Regions from separate parts of the Mus musculus genome. Here region 2 is linked to region 1. The links are chromatin contacts, called in public Hi-C maps. All regions are on one chromosome and are shown on one strand. The core of a region is the stretch at or near the end of the contact, and the rest is flanking DNA. Distances in the headings are between cores, read along the strand shown.

Region 1 (4,856 bases), core at 416-2,915:
CAGCTCAATAACTTAGCTTCATCCCAGTGGATGAGATTTGACCAATACATTCGTATGCCAGTGCATCTGAGAACCACTAATGGGCAGAAACCAGATTTTGATTTTTATCCTGTTTTGTGAGCCACTCTAGCTTATGCGTGAGCTTATTCTCCCCGAATCATGCTATAGTTCAGCAATCATTGATGACCCTGGGTTATATAGCCAACAGTTTGGAAGATCCCAATCCTGCTTTCAGTAGTCTTCCAGCCTAGTATCTCTTGACTGTAAAACATCCAGTGATAGATAATCCAGCCAGCGTGGGCTGCCCCTTGTCGCAACGAAATCACTTCTAGGTAGTTATTTCACATCCAAATGAGCATCTTTTCTTTTCTTCCCCCATCTTAAATCATTCTACCTGCCTCATTAACTCCCGTTCAGCCCCCAAATACCCAAGCAAAGCCCTTCCATTTATTTAGACAGTCTCTGATTGCATTTCTTCCCCCTGACTGGAGTGATGACTCTTACTTGAGACAAATATGGAACTCCTTACTACACTCGATGGCAGTTGTTTTTTCCTGTGCACACCCCACTAGTCTGCAGCATTCTGAGCTCAGTAATTATAATTTGCATATGAAGTGTGCCCCTTGTCAAGGATCACATGTGAAGGGCTCTATTCTCAACGCGACAGTCAACAGTCGAGCGAAGGGAAGATGACTGGTTCCTGAGGACTCGGAACTAATCTGTAGATCAGTCCATTCACAAGCTCATAATATGATGGGAGTTGGTAGAGATAGGAGGGAAGGCCACACTGGAGGAAGTAGCCTCTAATGATGTATTAGGAGATGTATTTTGTCTTTATTAAGTCCCTTCCCATCTCCTATCTGTCCCAAGGAGGGCCACTTTGCTCTTTGCCCTCATGTTCTGCCTCACCAAACACTGGACTGGAACCAACAGATACCAATGACAGTGGACAGAAAGATACAAATCTGTGGGCCAAAATAAACCCTTCCTCTCTTATGTCATTTCCTCAGGCATGTGTCATGGTGCTGCAGATGTGCCTGACACTCCCACACCCTTCCATCCTTCACCTAGAACTCTCAGCAGTGGAAGTCCCTACAACAGTGCTGTACCGTGTTGCTTCTCAAGCCGAATGCATTCAGCAGTATTGACGTCCTTGATACTATTTGGTTTTGAAGACAAAATCAATTCTGTTAGGAGGGATGATCTGGAAAGTGTCCCCAAGTGGCATGTTCTCATCTGACATCATCACACGAAGATTTTATCAGGCAGAGAGATGAAGAGGTCATTTCTAGCAGTGGAATTAACACAAGCCACTTGGGCACCAGGGCGGGGTCTGGAGTGGATTAAGAGCTGAGGGAGCTGTACTAAATAAATGATAGGCCATGGAGCTCAGATCGTGGGTTGGAAACTTGCCACTGGCTATCTCTGCAGGATTGCTTGGATTCAGCAACTATGGAGTCCATCACCGTCGTCGTCGTCCTAGACGCTGTTTACAAGAGAAATCGTGTCCTATTGTAGACTGTCTTCTATGAGGACAGGAATATTCTGAGACGTTGCAGATTTTTTTTGTCTCCCGGCTCTGCCACTGGAGGTCACTGTTGTACCATCGAAATGAGTGAGAAGCCCCGCCTGATACCCTTTTGAAGTTGGCTTCCGCCAGGAGTGAATACAATACCCTCTGGGTAGCTAGGAAGTCCCGAGGTGCAGGCTTCTCCCTGGCTTCGTGGAAAAGTGGCCTGGTGACCTGCAAAAAATGACTTCGGAAGAGCGATGTCCGTCTGGAGAGGGACTGCGGGTGGGAGAGCGGTGCTGGGAGGGAGACGTCTGTATCGCATTAGTCTGCGTCTGGCGGGGAGGGGCTGGAGGCCCTGGCGGGTCAAGGCAACTGCTCCCTGCTGCTTTCTGGCGCGAATGTGGAATCTGGTAGTGATTAGAGAAGGTTATTGTCTTGGGAGTGCAGGGAGATCGGTAGTAATACTGCTTTGAGCGTTTCTGACCCCATCTTAGAAGGCCTCTCCCACGACTCTCCTGCTGGGCTCTGATTTTAGAGCCACTAAGCAAAGAAAGACAAGGAAAACTGAGGCCTATTCCTTAAGCCTATCCACTCCCCGGGGCTTACAGGGGACACTCCAGGAGGAGCACAGATGAGAACACACATCCCTAGACAGAAAACCCCAAGTAAGCCTCTATTTTTCTTAGCCCTCCTTCCTGTGGAGTGAATATCATTTGGTCCATTTGTTATGAGAAGAAACAGAGACTTGGAACTGACATTTGAACCCGAGTCTTTTGAAATATAAAGAGAATGGATGGTAAAATAACTACTTGTGGTTACTGGCTAAGAATTCTGCCCTTGAAAATTTGGAGAAAGAGCTCCTCCCTGTGCAGCTTCGACAATAACCCACTTCAAGGCGAGCTGAAGCCAGGGTACCTTTTGGCGGCACCTTTTTCTTCTTCTTTTTCTTCTCTCCTTCACTTTCTCCCCATCTCTTCCCCTGGGTTTCACTGCATACCTCAGGTTGACCCTATCCCTTCTCTTCTCCCCACGTGCTGGGATCTGACGGTCGGGCTACTCCTAGATCAGAGTGGCTCTCTAATAAGTCATAATCTGTTTATAGCCATTCATAAAAGCAGAGTGCTTCTGTGCACATTAGCTAATTTGGCTCTTATAATAACTGTCTTATCCCCATTGCCGTAGACAAAGAATCTGAGACGCTGAGGAATTAATTTGCCGAAGGTGCTACAGTCAATGATGAAATTCAACCTCGGATCTTTTTGCTCTAAATACAGCACCCACTGCCCATCACCCATTGCCCGATACCAGTTAGTCTCCAGGTAAATATTGGGTGATGGAGTGATGCTGTGTATAATCTAGCTAGCAATAAACTGATCTTAAGTTTAGGTAGCATTTTATCTCCGAAGATGGTGCTCCAACCCAGGAAGATTACACTGGAGACCCTGCCTCAAGGGGACGGAAGACTTCTGAAAGTTGTCCTCTGACTTCCGCATGAGCGCTGAGGTGCATGAACACACACGCGTGCGCACACAAACACACACACACACACACACACACGCATACAGACACACACAGACACACATATGTGTGTGCACACACACAACTCATGCACGCATGCAAGAATGCACGCAGTATACCCATAACCACACATACACGCAGGCATGTGCACATATGCATGCGTATACATTTATTGTGTGTGGATGAGTGCTCCCATGCCATGACTGGCATGTAAGGGTCAGAGGGCAGCTTGTAACTGGACTCAAATAAATTTCTAAAACTTTTTAAAAGGGTGAAGATTACAATTTATCTATCTATGTATCTATCTATGTATCTATCTATGTATCTATCTATGTATCTGTCTATGTATCTATCTATGTATCTATCTATGTATCTATCTATGTATCTATGTATCTATGTATCTATGTATCTATGTATCTATGTATCTATCTATCTATCTATCTATCTATCTATCTATCTATCTATCTATCTATCTATCTTGCAGTTCACACAGCTCTGGGGTGATTAATACATCTTCTTCCTGTTCCAGAGGTACCAGATTTAGAAAATAAGAACCCAGAACTCCTAAAATTAGATTTCTTATGGGGTTATTGAGACATGTATGCTAACAAGCCAACTGTTTATCGGAAATGTAAATGTATCTGACCATTGTGCGCTTTCATCTGTCGACTGTACCCTGTCTCCAAAGAGAGAAAGCTGAGCTTGGTGTTCTCTCAAGCATGCTTGAATTTTGGACATGACTATGTTTTTAAAAGGACAATTTGAAAACACCCTATCAATGTACCAACGTTCAAATTCTCTGTTACAGTTTCGTCAGAAACCCTTTGAACTGTGCTTGCTTCACGGTATCCCCTCATGGAATCATTTTTAAGTGAATCCTAAGGAACAAAACAGTGGCAGAGCAGTTTGAAAACACAAAGGGCCTCAGGACAATTGTGAAGGAAAGCAGAGCAGATCACTGTACCAAGTACCCCAGGGAAACCACACCGTGGAAAGGAATCCCTGAGGAGGGCCGAGTGGAATATTCTCCCTAGGCACACATTTAATCAAACTTCAAAAGAAAGACAGCCATTCCCTTTGGAAGCCATTATATAATGAAGTCAACCCTGCTTTCAACTCCAAAACTAATTACTGGATTTATTCTTCTTACTTAATCTATTCCCAGGTATTTGGACAAAATGCTATTCTCTATTACTTTGCTAAGACAAACAGAAACCATAAGTAACATTAATTTGTCCCTACTAGGTGTGCGCATGCTGATTTTAGAACTACCAGTCAGTATTTGCATATAGAGGAGTCATCACATTTATAAAGAAGGCCCATTACACATAGAGAAGGTTTTTAAATCTAACACACATCAAAGTAGATCCTGGTCTCATAAGGAAAACATCTTATTCTGCAAAGACAAGACACATGGCTCTTTTTAAGATAAGGTCTTACTCCATGACTCAGGCTAGCCTGGGACGCACTGCATAGCTCTCACTGGTTTTGACTGTGCCACAATCCATCTTCCTCAGCTCTTTCTAAGTGCTATGATTACAGGTCTGATTTACTTTATCCAACTTGGAATGTTTGGGTCTTGAAGTCTTAAAGCCACACACTGAAGAGTGGACAACTCATGTGTACCATGTGCACACATAAATAAACCATCACCTAGCACCTGTTAGGGTGGGTATTACTAAACACATATGTAAGTGTTGGTGAGGATGTGGGGAGCAGACCCATGTGCACAGTTGATGGGAATGTCTATCATTACTGTTATTACGAAAAATAGTGTGTATGTTCCTAAGAACTAGAACCTTTATGTGCTCCTACAATCCCTCAT
Region 2 (4,923 bases), core at 544-3,043, 74 kb after region 1:
CAGCTATATCAGGCTCCTGTCAGCAAGCTTTTGTTGGCATCCACAATAGTGTCTGGTTTTGGTGGTTGTTTATGGGATGGATCCCAGGGTGGGGCAGTCTCTGGATGGTCATTCCTTCAGTCTCTGCTTCATACTTTGTCTTTGTAACTCCTTCCATGGGTATTTTGTTCCCCCTTCTAAGAAGGATTGAAGTATCCACACTTTGGTCTTCCTTCTTATTGAGTTTCATGTGTTTTGCAAATTGTATCTTGGGTATTCTGAGCTTCTGGGCTAATATCCACTTATCAGCGAGTGCATATCATGTGTGTTCTTTTGTGATTGGGTTGCCTCACTAAGGATGATATCCTCCAGGTCCATCCATTTGTCTAAGAAGTTCATAAATTCATTGTTTTTAATAGCTGAGTAGTACTCCATTGTGTAAATGTACCACATTTTCTGTATCCGTTCTTTTGTTGAGGGACACCTGGGTTCTTTCTAGTTTCTGGCTGTTATAAATAAGGCTGCTGTGAACATAGTAGAGCATGTGTCCTTATTACATGTTGGAACATCTTCTGGGCATATGCCCAATATTTTGAGCATGGTCTGTTTTTCACATCATAAGACTTCCCATGGTTACAGAAAGGACGAGTGAACTGAGCCTCAAGGGTGCCTCAAGATCCTCAAGGATCATCTTTTTTAATCCCCTTCTCTATGGTGCAGGGGATTAAAATCCACATGAGCCCTGCCTTACAGCCAAGGCCAGTTCATCTGGTAGTCACTACAAAAATTATGTGTGTGTGCATATGAGTACACGCATACACGTACATGTACACTTACATAAACATATATACACACATCATATACATTACACCATACATATGCATTATATATATGCATATTCATACACACATATGCATATAGACATAAATATATGTCATATACATATACATACATTATGGCTGTACTTCTCATGGTTGATAGATCTATAGAGTTTCTCAAAAATACCAATGACTCCTTAACAAATACATTTTTCTTTCCATAATTTAGAGTGTGCTCTGGACACCTTGGTAAGATAGCTCTGACATCTTATATCCCAGTGCACTTAATGATAAGGAACAGATATCCTAAGAGAGCTCAGTGAGACACACTGGACTTTGCTGAGCCAGGAAAGAGAGGAGGAAAGCCTTCGACCTCTTCGACCAGGGTTATTTGGCTGAGAGGATGATCAGTAAATCACCCAGAGAGGAAAATGATCCCGGTCAGACTGGAGCAGAGACCCAATCAGTGGGTAAAGCAAGGTTATCTAGGTTGACATGGGTGCTGCCTTGGTAATCAGTAAAAGCACAGATCATTTCCTCGGCATTTCTTGCCTATTCATTTGACTATGAAGATAGAGAATCCAACAAAGAGCCTAAGGCATAAATCTGTGAAAATCATGCATATTTCTAATTCCTCTAAGGATGTAGTCTTGTTTTCTCTCCTTCTATCTTTGATGAGTACAAAGCACCTTGGGGTATTTTTGTGAGTTCTTTGTGTAGAGAGGTGGCCCAGCCCCCTGATGAAAATAGACTTCCTTCTTTGCTCCTCTTGCCATTCTGTCTCTCCTGTCAACACCCCTCACCCTCCATTTGCAAAATTCCAGTGTGTGTGTGTGTGTGTGTGTGTGTGTGTGTGTGTGTGTGTGTGTGTGTGTGTTTGTGTGTAGGGATCAGGCCAAAATTCTATCCCTGTCGAGTGAATAGGGAGCTGGAAAAGTCACTTTCTACATCCTAGGGTGTTCACAAACCATCCTACCCTCTGATTGGCTGAGTCAGTTCTGAGCACGGACCCTGAGCTGCATCCTATTGCCCAGCTATGCATGGGCAGCAATGGTCCCTAATACCAGTTATCAGAGTTCAGCCTGCAGCTATATTTGAGGTGGAGCAATCCTCCTGACTTGGAATAATTGCCTTCTGAGGAAATATGGCCAAAATGCAAAATAATTAGGAAGAGGTCTCTTCAATTCCGTAACTCTTGGTTCTTTTTCTCCCGCCCTTCCATGGCCAGGGCTGGAATCCCTTCCAACTGGAACAGGGAACCTGCCTCGTTTCTGAGCCAAGGCAGAGTTAAATAAGCCATTGTGCCATGTGCTCATGGGTAATTAGGCATGAAAAGAATCTGCAGTCTCTCCCTCCATTGTTCCTCACAAGCTGTCCTTTTGCCATGTGCCCAAGCCCCCAGGTCTCAGTTCTGGCACTCGTACAGAGATATGGATGTCGTCGTCATGGCAACTGCTCCTGTGCTAAGCAACTTTATAGTCTAATATTATTAAGGGGGCAGGGGTCAAAAGCCAGTGAGAGACTTTGTTTCTGAAGCCCATGGTAATTGTATCTGGGATGGGGCAGCAGTGAGAGCTCATGGGAGAAGGGGGGAAACTCAGCGACCCACAGCTACCCTCAAGAACACCTGTGAGGCAGACATGACAAAATCATAGAGTCAGTACACTCTCTTCCAAAGGCTCCCACCGTCCTCTCCCATGTCCCCCTCTGAGTGTTACTGTATTCCTTCAGGTGCCTGGCACCCTGCTGCTCCATCCTGGGAAAGATCTACCTCTAGTAGATTCCATTTGACTGTGGAGTCTGGTCACTGTGTTTCTATCCACATGTGTGTTTCCGGCTGAACAACAGGGAGTGGTGGAAATAGGCAGAGGAAAAGTTCTCTGTTCCCGGAAGCTTAAAGGAGCAGTGATGCTGCCTTTTGTGTTTTTAGTGTCTTACTCTAGGAAATGTCAAACATTCACACGAGTAAGGAAAAAAAATGAGCTCCATATAACCCATTACCCTAGTTGTATTCTTGTGTGTGTGCACATGTGTGTTTACATGTGTGTGGGTACTTGTGTGTGAGCACATGTGTGCATGCATGCATGCATGTGGAAATTAAAGTGGTCTCCTTAATTGTTCGCAGGTTCTCTCATTTGAACCAGAGCTTGCTGGTTTGGCTAATCACTAGCTCGCTCTGGGGATTCCCTATCTCTACCTCTCCATGACCCATGCAACCTCCTGTATTTTCTACAGTCATTTGCCTTGCTTGCATTAAACATGGAGCAGAAAGAATCCTTCAGACTCTTGTTTCTTCCATCTCAACCCCAGGCAGGGGTTAATATTTCCTTAGTGCTGATGCAAAGGAAGGCATGATGGATGGTGCGGAAGCATATGCCCGGCACGCCTCATGAGATGCTACATACACCGCTGTCCTGCCCTAGTCTGAAGACATAGCAGTGCATGGGGCTCCCTCACACCAAATGCACTCAGGTCCAAAGCCAGCTGATCTCCTGGACATTCTAATGTTATCTGTGCTTCTGCTCCCTGGTTCTTATAGGACTAGATTCATACACTTTATCAAGTGATCTCTGCCGAGATAGCAAATTCTTTCCCAGTGTTGAATGAGAGGCAGCTTCGGAAACTGCTCTTGGTCTTAGAGTAAGGAGATGACTTTCCATATCAAGTGGCTCAGCATAATTCCAGGCATGCTGATAAAGTCCCCATAATGCTCTCATTTTAAAGTTTCTACAAGTACCTCAGCCTCCTCTGCAATCAGCCCCGGTCTTCCTTGGCTGGGATTAGAGGGCTATGCAGCCCATAAAACTTCATTAGAAGAAACAGAATCAATTTGTTCATTAATGATTTATTTTTATGTGTTCATTAGTTTTATGAATTATGAGGTTTGTATTATGATACCATATATATATAAAACTTTTATAGTATTTGTGCTCCCTAATATCCACTCCTATTCCTTTCCATTCTCCCTGGTCCATTCCTTCCCTAGTAATCTCCCTTCCGACTTTTCCAGTCCTCATTTGAGAGAAAATATGTAAAAGGTGCCTCTGACTATGGCTTATTTTGCTTAACATGAGAGGTTCCAGCTTCATTAATTTCTTTGCAAATGACATAATTTTGTTCTTAATGTCTGTGTATATGTACGGCATTTTCTTAATGCACTTGCCTGTTGATGGGCAGCTAGGCTGTAATGAATATTGCTGAAATAAGCGTGCGTCTGTGGGGATCTCTGGTTAATTTCTAAGTGCAGGCAGTTCATGAGCTAGCTCCAATTTTAGTTGCTTCAGGATCCTCCATGCCAGTTTCCACAGTGGAAGACACTGTGTAGGACTTCCTGTTTGCCCTGCATTCTTGGCCCATTTCTGTTTCTTGTGTTTAAATTTTTGTTGTTTATCTGTTTGTACATGGACATGCTATGGTATCCTTGTGGAGGTCTGAGGACAACCCGTGAGCAGTTGGTTCTCTCCTTCCACCCTGTGGGCCCCAGTGACTGAACTCAAGTCATCATCCCACTAGGTGGCAAGTGCTTTTACCTGCTGAGCCACCGCAGGGGCTTGTTTGTGTTTTCTGATGGGGATAAGATGAATGCCTAATATTGTCTTAGTTTTATTTCCCTGCTGGGTGTTCAACATTTTCATGCATTTATTATTGTGGTGGTTAGTTTTGGGAAACTGACATAAACTAGAGTCATCTGGGGAGAAGGAACCTCAGTTGAGAGAAAGCCTCCACCCGATTGGCCGGTAGGTATGTCTGTGAGGCATTTTCATAATGGCTAATTGATGTAGAAGGGCCTAGCCCACGGTGGGCAGAGCCATGCCTAGGCAGATGGGCCTGTGGTGTAGAAAAAAAGTAGCTGATCAAGTCCGGAAGAAGCAGTAGTCAACATTCCTTCATGTTTCTGCCTTGGGCTCCTGTCTTGGCTTCCCTGTTAGATGAACTACAAGCAAGAATGTGAAAGAAACCCCTTCCTCCACAAGGTGCTCCTGGTCATGGTATTTAATTTCAACAAAGAAGCAAATGGGGACAATGGCCCATTTATATCTTTTCTCTTGAAGAGTGTCTGTTTTGTACAATGGCTTGTTTATCGGTTGGATTACTTGTTCTTCTGATGTTTAATTTTGTGAGTTCT

What was found. A called contact is a pair of places that touch in the nucleus more often than the background predicts.
Region 2: a contact with region 1 is called in a Hi-C map of the N1E-115 cell line, with 2.5 times the contacts expected there. The contact joins two enhancer-like sites. A contact is called at or near these places in 7 of 484 Hi-C or Micro-C datasets (8-cell embryo, the N1E-115 cell line, embryonic stem cells and 4 more).

What each region holds. Positions count from the first base shown.
Region 1 is chr9:41,227,291-41,232,146 of GRCm38.p6, forward strand. No RefSeq gene overlaps it. Among named protein-coding and RNA genes, the nearest start is that of 1700063D05Rik, 24 kb to the left of the region's middle. RefSeq lists an enhancer at 612-3,255. Within about 2 kb of position 1,666, at least 216 of the 459 cell types and tissues checked have an H3K27ac peak or open chromatin away from gene starts, as enhancers often do. A contact at or near this core is called in the N1E-115 cell line, where this site is marked.
Region 2 is chr9:41,301,193-41,306,115 of GRCm38.p6, forward strand. No RefSeq gene overlaps it. Among named protein-coding and RNA genes, the nearest start is that of Gm25401, 36 kb to the right of the region's middle. Within about 2 kb of position 1,794, at least 25 of the 459 cell types and tissues checked have an H3K27ac peak or open chromatin away from gene starts, as enhancers often do. A contact at or near this core is called in the N1E-115 cell line, where this site is marked.